Regions from separate parts of the Mus musculus genome. Here regions 1 and 3 are each linked to region 2. The links are chromatin contacts, called in public Micro-C and promoter capture Hi-C maps. All regions are on one chromosome and are shown on one strand. The core of a region is the stretch at or near the end of the contact, and the rest is flanking DNA. Distances in the headings are between cores, read along the strand shown. Region 1 overlaps Clcn5 (chloride channel, voltage-sensitive 5). Region 2 holds the start of 2010204K13Rik (RIKEN cDNA 2010204K13 gene). Region 3 holds the start of Ccdc22 (coiled-coil domain containing 22).

Region 1 (2,700 bases), core at 85-2,584, 140 kb before region 2:
CAGAGAACATAAAGCAAAAATAAAATAGGGGAATCTGAGTAAAGGACGGAAGGGTGTTCTGGGCTCCGTTTGTCCAGATTTTTAAGTAATTTCCATGTTTAAAATTCTGAGCTCAAGGCTTTCCCTGGACCTTCAACAAGGGCAGAGTACGGACCTTGGCTAATTGTCTTGCTAGAAGAACAACAGTTTAACTGGTTTTTAAGAAAAGGTAATTTAAAGGCAATCCATCCCTTCACGTGTTTGGAGATTTTCCCAAGGATACTCAGACAGCAGACAAGCACACATTCCAGGAAATGCAGTAAATCTCAACAGGACCGGGGAGCAGGGCTGGGATCTCATCTTAACCTACTTTTGTTTGTACCATCAGCCCTCATTTCTAGGTTACACTGATGCCAAGCCGAGTAGCCAAGAAGATCCGGGTGCTTCTTTCTCCCAGCTCCCAATCAGGAGTGGGTTGCTCTTGTTTCTGGTTCTTCCCCACACCCCAGAGCAGAGTTCCATTGTAGGCTGGTAGCAAAAATGACCAGCTCTCCCTTCATCCTAGCATCTTCCACTTATGGGGTAGCCCTACACAGGGCTAAGATCACTGAGCCCTGATCACACTTACTCGGCTCCCTCTTAGAGCACAGGTTTCATTCCTTTTCACAACATAAAACCATTCAATTAAAGGCTTATCTCTGATAAGCCTAGAGGTTAAAGGACCAAATGCTAGCTTCAGACACAGTCACACAGCTAGTCAATATGGTGCTGTAAGCTCTAGCCAGGCCAATGAGGTAGGAGAAAGAGCGAAAGTATCTCTAACTAGAGCTGCCATAACCTTTTGTGTTGTTGTGTTTGTTTGGAAATAGGATCTAACTAGGTAACCCAGCCAGACTTCCAACAGCAGCTGAAGATGACAATGAACTCCTAAGACTCCTAAGTGCTGGAGTTACAAATGGGAGCCACCATGCGGAGGCTGGTGTGATCTTAATATACAGAAAGTCCTCAGAAATTCACTTTTTAAAAAGCCAATCTGACCAGGTAAATGAATTCATTAGGATTGTGTGTTACTAGGTCAGTAGGCCAGTAAAAAAAAAAAAAAACTCCATGCAATTTTATACACTGTCCAATCTGAAATGGTATTTAAAAAAACAACTATTGAAGAATTTCATGAAAGTAAATAAAATACTTAGTAGTAAATGTACTAGAAAAATGACCAAGTTTGTATTGGTAAAACTCCAAACCACTGTTAAAAGAAATTAAGAAATGCCTACTCAAATGGAACAATAACATGATAGACAGTAGCAACTGTGAGCAAGGATGAGAACTGGAGCCTCCATACATGGCTGCTGGAGATGCAGTGTGCAGCTGCTCTAGCCAACAGCTTGGTAATTGCTCAGGAATACTAAACATAGTTACCACATGACCTAGAAATTCCTCTCCTAGATATACAGCCAAGAAAAATGAAAACCTATGTCCACCCAAAACTTTATAGGGGAATATTCATAGTAGCATCATTCATGATGGGCGAAAAATGAAGCAAGTCAAACATCCATCAAGTGATGAATGGCTAGCTCAAGTGTGCTGCTGCTGCTCAATGGTGTATTATTCGGCCATAAAATGAAGTACTTTGCCTGCTGCAGCACGGGTAAACCTTGAAAATAAATGCGCTCAGTTAAAAGAAGCTAGGCACAAATGACCACATAGCATATGGTTCCATTTATAGGAAATGTCTAGAATAGACAGGTCTTTAGACAAGAAGTAGATCGGCAGTTGCCTAGGATGGGGTTGAGGAAATAAAAAGTCACTGCTAATGAGTACAAAGTTTCTTTTAAAAGAATGAAAATGTTAAGTTATAATTTGTGATGGTTTTTCAACTATAAATGTAGTTTTTAACTATTCAACTGTACACTTTTAACTGGGCATGGCAGCAGATAGTACAATCTTAGAACTTAAGAGAGGCAAGAAAACTGCTTTGAGTTCTAGCCCAACCTGAGCTACATAAATTAGTCTTGGTCACATAAAACCATCTTGTCTTGAATAAATCAATTGTACATTTTAAATGGGCAAATTGTATAATATGAAAAGTACATCTCAATAAAGTTATTTCAAAATGTAAATGCTCCAAACAATTGAATTAAAGGTAGAAATCTGAAGACTGGATTTAAAAAGCAAGGATGTACTGACTATATACAAAAGGCCATCTAAATATAATGATGCAAATAATTAAAAGTACAATGCCAAGAAAGTAAACAGCACATGAACACTAACCAAAAGAATGCTGAAAAGTAGATTTTGTAACAAACTCTACCAGCAGGCACAAAAAATGATCAGTTGACACAATCAATTAACACAATAATGCTAAATTTATAGGTACCTAACAACCAAGCTTCAAATATTAGAAGCTAAAACTATGAACAAAGATGAATAACTCCACAACATAATTACAGTTGGAGATTTTAACACCACTCTTTCAACAATTGATAGAACAAATAGAAAACTAGAAAAAGAGAGAAAATTTGAAACTTTCTAGCAAACAATTGTATCCTGCTGACACCAAACCTTCCGCCCAAGAATAGGATATCTGTTCCCTTCAAATGGACATGGAAAACTTACTAAGATAAACCATATCTTGGGTCAAAATGCAAATATAAATGAACTTAATTTTTGTCTGAATGGGCTTTAAAAATCCAAAGCATACAGTTTATTCTCAATCTAAAA
Region 2 (2,700 bases), core at 56-2,555:
GAGGCACTGAGCTACGTAATACAATGGTAAATTAGACAGCATGATCCATACTCCAGTGGAGACCCTAGTCCAAAAACAACCCTCCCATTTGTTAACACATTACCTACCCAGAAAATAGCTTAAATGTAACCTAACCAAAAATTAGGCAGCTCTAGATTCCCAGGTGTGCCTGGGCCATACATCTCTCAAGCCTACTGTTGTTGGGAGAGCTGGATCTGGGAAAGGAAGACAAGATCTGAAGTACTCATGGTTCCCTGCCTTACCCAAGCATTTCTCAACAGTCCTTGTAATTTTTTCAGAAATCCTTCCATTCAGAGTCCTGCCTCCCTCGGATGGAAACCCAAGCTTAGCCTAGGGGAAGGACTATGCCCTAGTAGGTTCTACTGATTGGATGCTCTTCCATACAACTTTGGCTCATGAGGAAAACAAGAACTGCCTGGCAGAAGCCATGCCCCATGGATGTGATAGACCATGACCAAGGGACAGTAAGGATTAGAATCAACTAAGATTTATTTATCTTATGTGTTTGAGTGTTTAGCTCACATACATTTCTGCGCAGGGACACTGGTTTTCCTTCCTTAGGTAACAAGGTAGACGACAGATGATATAGATGATAGATGGCATGGGTATGTGTGTGTGCACGCCCCTCCCCCTCGACCTATTAGGGAGCTCAAAGAAACTTGTAGCTGGCTAGAAATCTGATTTAGAGACTAAGTAGTAGAAACATGTATGTTCCCTCTTCTTGTCCGCATGGACACTGCTGTGGTTGAGTTCCGAACTATGTCTCTAGAACATCCACAACATCTACTTGTGGAAACTAACACTTGGAGGTGGGAAGATGCATAAATAGTTGAGAGCACTTAATTCTCACAGAGGGTCTGGGTTCAATTCCTAAGACCCACGTGGTGGTCCATAACTCACGTTCGGGGGGGGGGGATCGATCCAATGCCCCTCTTGTAACCTCTGTAGTCACCAGCACGAACACCTTACACGCGCGCGCGCGCACGCACACACACACGCGCGCACACACGCACACACACGCACATTTTACCTTCTTTAAGTACCGGGGGCAGGGGGGAGGGGGGAGTTTCCCCGTGTGCTCGTGCACGCGCGCACGCACGCACGCGTAGGGAATGTAAGTAAAGCGTCTAGACAATAAGGACCTAAAATGAAAGAGCCATAAGCTACCTACTTACGTTTTTATTTCTCAGTTCTCCAAGTTCCAAATCATCCGGCCCACTAAGGTCCAAACTTGGAGGAAGCTCGAGTCTCTGCTTATTAACACGTGTCGCGGCACGGCTGACTTGTGCGTCACCAACCACAAGGTGGCGAAAGAGATTATCACATCAAACCAGCCTGCCTTCTGCCTCTTCTATACCATTATTTTGCTAAGCAGAAGCATTTCCTGAGCGTGAGTCATTCAATGAGCACAGTGGTCCTATGGATTGTGGCCCTATGGATTAGCTATGATTTCACAGATGAGCAAACCAAGAGCTGCAGATACCTGTGGAGTTTGGCTGTTACCTATTTTTAGTACTGCATCTGCATTTACACCAGCGTCACCACACACATATGAGTACTGTAGTGTTACTTATTTGGCAATTGCTCTGCCATCTTTTGGCAATAAGAATTTATTTCATCCTCATCACAGTCTTACAGGATCACCATCATATATGTGGTCTGTTGATCAAACATCATCATACAACACATGACTATATGTTTCTATATGTTATCTATGTTTTTACTTAAAGGTTTTTTATTATGAAAGAAACTGTATTCCTGGTAACAACTTTCAAATTATAATAATGAGTAAAAAGTCTCCTTTCTTCCCATTAGAACTAGTCAAAAGCGTAACTCCTCACATATTCCTTCATAATTTGTTTACAAATACATAAGCATACTTCATATGTTTATCTTACAATGCACACAAATATATTGTACACACTGTTCTACAGCTTGCTTTTTCTAATTAGGACAGTATCTTGATAGCAGATGTGAGCTGAGGCCACACTGGCCTGTGGACCTCATTTACAGATCTGGAGTAGGACGTGACTGTCCTCACCTGAGAACAGCAAGTGTGTCACCTGATATATTGCAGCCTGAGGTGACAATGAAATGTGGAAGAAGAGAGCGGACTCTCTGCAGCAGCAAGAAAGCGTGGTGAGGTGTAAGGCAAGCCTGTTAATGGGCAGCAAGTGGGACTGGTCCCCATCTCTGGTATATTCAGGTCCTTAAGCTATAGTTTTGAGAAAGTTCAGATTTGGATACAGGCAATGTTCACAGTGCCTTTGGGGACAGGGCACCTCTTTACACCACCGCACAGTGCCAACGTGTGGAAACCCTGTGGGGTAGTAATTGGTAGCATTTTAAAGGTGACAAAATTGAGACTCAAAGAGGACAAGGCTCCCAAGGCTACCCTACTTGAAGCAGCACCTCCCCTTACCTACCTTGTCAGTACTTACAGGACCCTGGGGAACTATTGGCTATTGGTAGACTCTGGAAGACCGGATATCATTATCTTCAGATATGTACCCACTAGGGAAGCCAGCCAGGTCCAGTGCATAACTCCACAGTTACAGTCACATAAGCAACCCTTTTTAAACTGAGTATGTCACAAAACAAGAAGCCATGAGTGTAGGAAAGGGAGGACAGGGGTGAGAGAGAGACAAGAAAGTAAGGATTAGAGCAGTCAGAATCCAT
Region 3 (2,700 bases), core at 119-2,618, 180 kb after region 2:
CAGCTTTAGCTATACAAAGGGACAGAGAAGAAGGCAAGTGTCAAAGAACTTGGCGACTTTGTGAAAAAGGAAGGAAGACAGTGTGCACACTGGGAGGAGGGCACTCACCATGCAGGCCTGGGCCAGACTCATGGCCAGGCGGAAGCGGGCAGACATGGCTGGTGGTAGCAAGTGACTGAGGCCAGAGCCCACATCAGGATTAATCACTCGAAGGCATCGGACCACAGCCTCTACGACCAGCTCAGTGGTGAAAGCTCGCAGAGTCTGCACTTCTGGAGGAACTGCCCTAAAAAGGAAAGCACCAGGCTTGAGTAGTTAGGAAACAAAGTACAGACTTCTAGAGAGGGAATGCTCTAGAATCCAGGTCGGGGCAGGGAACAACCAAGGCTTCAACAGATCCTGGGTGCTGGTGACTATGACCTTTACTTAGTCCTAAGACCTCGGTGAATGAGGGTGACCTGAATTCAGAAAAGTCTCAAACTCCCCTACACTTCAAAGTTTCCAACCTCTGGGATCTGCAAAAGTGAAAATGGTCCAAGTGGCACAGTCTCCATATTTCTGGGCACCAGGACATTGTTCTTTGCATGGCAAGGCCTCCTAGATCTACGAGGTTTGGGAAAGCTACATAGGAAGAGGCTGGAGTTTTCAGAAGTCTCAAATGTCAGGGTCAATAAATAGAAATAAAAAATCGGGCATCCTAAATTTTGGCATCAAGGACTTTTAGGTCCCTCAAATAGTGCATCCTTTGTGTTCCTGTGTTACCAAGTGCTGCTACTGTCAGAATGTAGGGCCCTGGTATTTTGATAAGTCCTGGGAGTTTCAGGAGTTATTGTTCGAAGATCAAGTTGCCAGTCTCAGGAATTCTGGAGACTCTGGGTGCCAGACTCCTGTGTTATCAGTTTCCTGGTGTGGGTGTCCTGGAACCTCTAGATATCAGGATCCCAGCATATGCAGGTCTCAGTTTGTAAGGTGTCTGAGTCCTCGAGGTTTTACCCAATGTCCACATCAAAGTATTTAGGAAAGTCATGATGTTAGAGTGTAAGCAGGGAGGAGGAGGAGAGGCTTCGGAATCCTGTAAGTTTGGGCCTTTGGGTGTCAAGGTCTTCATTTTAAGGTTCCCGGGTAATGGGGGTCCTAGGATTTGGAGTCCCGGATGTGAGCAATTGGAGGCGACTGGGGGTTGCGTACTTACGTGCCCGCCTGGCGCAAGGAATGGATGAGGATTCGGTCAGCCTCCTCCATGGTGGAGTTAATTCTAACTCCGGGGCTGGGTCTAGGACCAGATCAGAGAAATTGGAGCTCTCCGCGCTGCTCTCGGCGCGGCGAGGACAGAGAGTCACGTGCCGCGCGAGGAACATTGGGAAATGTAGTTCTAAGGAGTGAGCGTTGCGCAGGCAGCGGCGCTGGAGGCGGGGTGTGAATTACGTAATGGCTCCTGGAAGTTGTAGTTCTTTCACTTGTAGTCCCATGGTCTCCTCCAAGGGAAAAAAAAAGGAAATGGGCTGGGGAGTTGAGAGACAGGACAGAGAAAAATTTTCATTTATAAGACACGTTCATCTTCCAAGCTATAAAAGTTTATACGTGTACAAAATGACTGTTCCCCCGTGTCTTGCTAGCCTCATCTGTAAAGTGAGAATTTGGATAATACCTTCTTCCTAGGGTTAAGACATAATTGCTACGACTGGGGATGTGACTCAGGATAGCCTCACAACCTGAGTTCTCTCCCTGAGATCCACATGGTGGAAGGCAGGAAATGACTTGATAAGAGTCTGAATTCCACGTGTGCACTGTGACACATTTATGCTCGTGAGCACACACAAAAGGATCATAAATAGATTTTAAATAAATAAAACAAACGTCATTGCTCGAGTAAACCTACTTAACCACCAACCACAACAAACTGAGGTCGATCCTCCCTGGGACCCAAGAGACATAAAAAGAGAATGGACTCCTACAAAATGTCCTCTGACATCTACACATGTGCAGCAGTACCACTATCATGCACACAAAATAGATGGAAAAAGCAAAGAATTACTAGACCAGGCGTAGTGGTAAACATCTGTAATCTCAGCACCTGTCCCAAGTGTAGATTGGGCTACAGAAGGAGATCACCTCCTTATGAAACCATTCCTTATTGAACAGCCTCTTTTGTCTCTACTATCCAGTAGTGCTAACATTTGTCATAATCACACATACACATCACATACTTGACTCAGTTTCTGAACTAAGCTCTCTCTCTCTCTCTCTCTCTCTCTCTCTCTCTCTCTCTCTCTCTCTCTCTTTCTCCTCTCGTTGTGCTATCCTGTCTTGCTTTGGTTTGGTTTTCAGACAACAAAATCTTGCAATGTAGCCCAGGCTGGCCTCAAAATTGTAATAATAATATTTCTTTCTCCCAAGTGCTAGGATTAAAGGCTTGTACCACCGCCCCTGACTGTATTCTATTTTTAATTACTGTAGATTTACAATGAGTCTTGATATCATATATGGCAAGCCCTCCCATCTTGTTGTCTTGTTCTTTTTCAAAATGGATTTGGCTTTTTTGTTTTTTGGTTTTGGGGTTTTTTGTTGTTGGTGGTGGTGTTTTGGTATTTTGTTTTTGTTTTTGTTTTTATTTTTTGTCATTTGTCTCAAAGACTGTCAATTCCAAAGAAAACTATGCTGAGATTTTGTTTGGTATAGCTAATGCAGAATGCCAAGAAG

Evidence for each region. Promoter capture Hi-C pulls out the DNA fragments that hold promoters and counts their contacts. A called contact is a pair of places that touch in the nucleus more often than the background predicts.
Region 1: a contact with region 2 is called in a Micro-C map of muscle stem cells, with 2.7 times the contacts expected there. The contact joins the enhancer-like site here to the promoter of 2010204K13Rik in region 2. A contact is called at or near these places in 1 of 39 promoter capture datasets (the SN4741 cell line), 1 of 484 Hi-C or Micro-C datasets (muscle stem cells) and 2 of 115 datasets of contacts at active chromatin or transcription factors (both in the 230-238 cell line).
Region 3: a contact with region 2 is called in a promoter capture Hi-C map of liver, with 7 times the contacts expected there. The contact joins the promoter of Ccdc22 here to the promoter of 2010204K13Rik in region 2. A contact is called at or near these places in 17 of 39 promoter capture datasets (the 3T3-L1 cell line, the C10 cell line, the SN4741 cell line and 8 more), 6 of 484 Hi-C or Micro-C datasets (cortical neurons, embryonic fibroblasts, muscle stem cells and 3 more), 15 of 115 datasets of contacts at active chromatin or transcription factors (the 230-238 cell line, the NIH/3T3 cell line, astrocytes and 8 more) and 5 of 9 other capture datasets (adipose tissue, embryonic stem cells, liver and 2 more).

The regions. Positions count from the first base shown.
Region 1 is chrX:7,281,502-7,284,201 of GRCm38.p6, forward strand. All of the region lies in intron 2 of Clcn5 (chloride channel, voltage-sensitive 5), which reads right to left. Among named protein-coding and RNA genes, the nearest start is that of Mir532, 34 kb to the left of the region's middle. Within about 2 kb of position 1,335, at least 11 of the 459 cell types and tissues checked have an H3K27ac peak or open chromatin away from gene starts, as enhancers often do. A contact at or near this core is called in muscle stem cells, where this site is marked.
Region 2 is chrX:7,421,683-7,424,382 of GRCm38.p6, forward strand. It overlaps 2010204K13Rik (RIKEN cDNA 2010204K13 gene), which reads right to left and starts at 1,306. Exons shown (of 2, transcript NR_027924.1): 1 at 1,197-1,306.
Region 3 is chrX:7,604,052-7,606,751 of GRCm38.p6, forward strand. Ccdc22 (coiled-coil domain containing 22) reads right to left here and starts at 1,369. Exons shown (of 17, transcript NM_138603.3): 1 at 1,193-1,369; 2 at 109-286. The coding sequence starts at 1,242.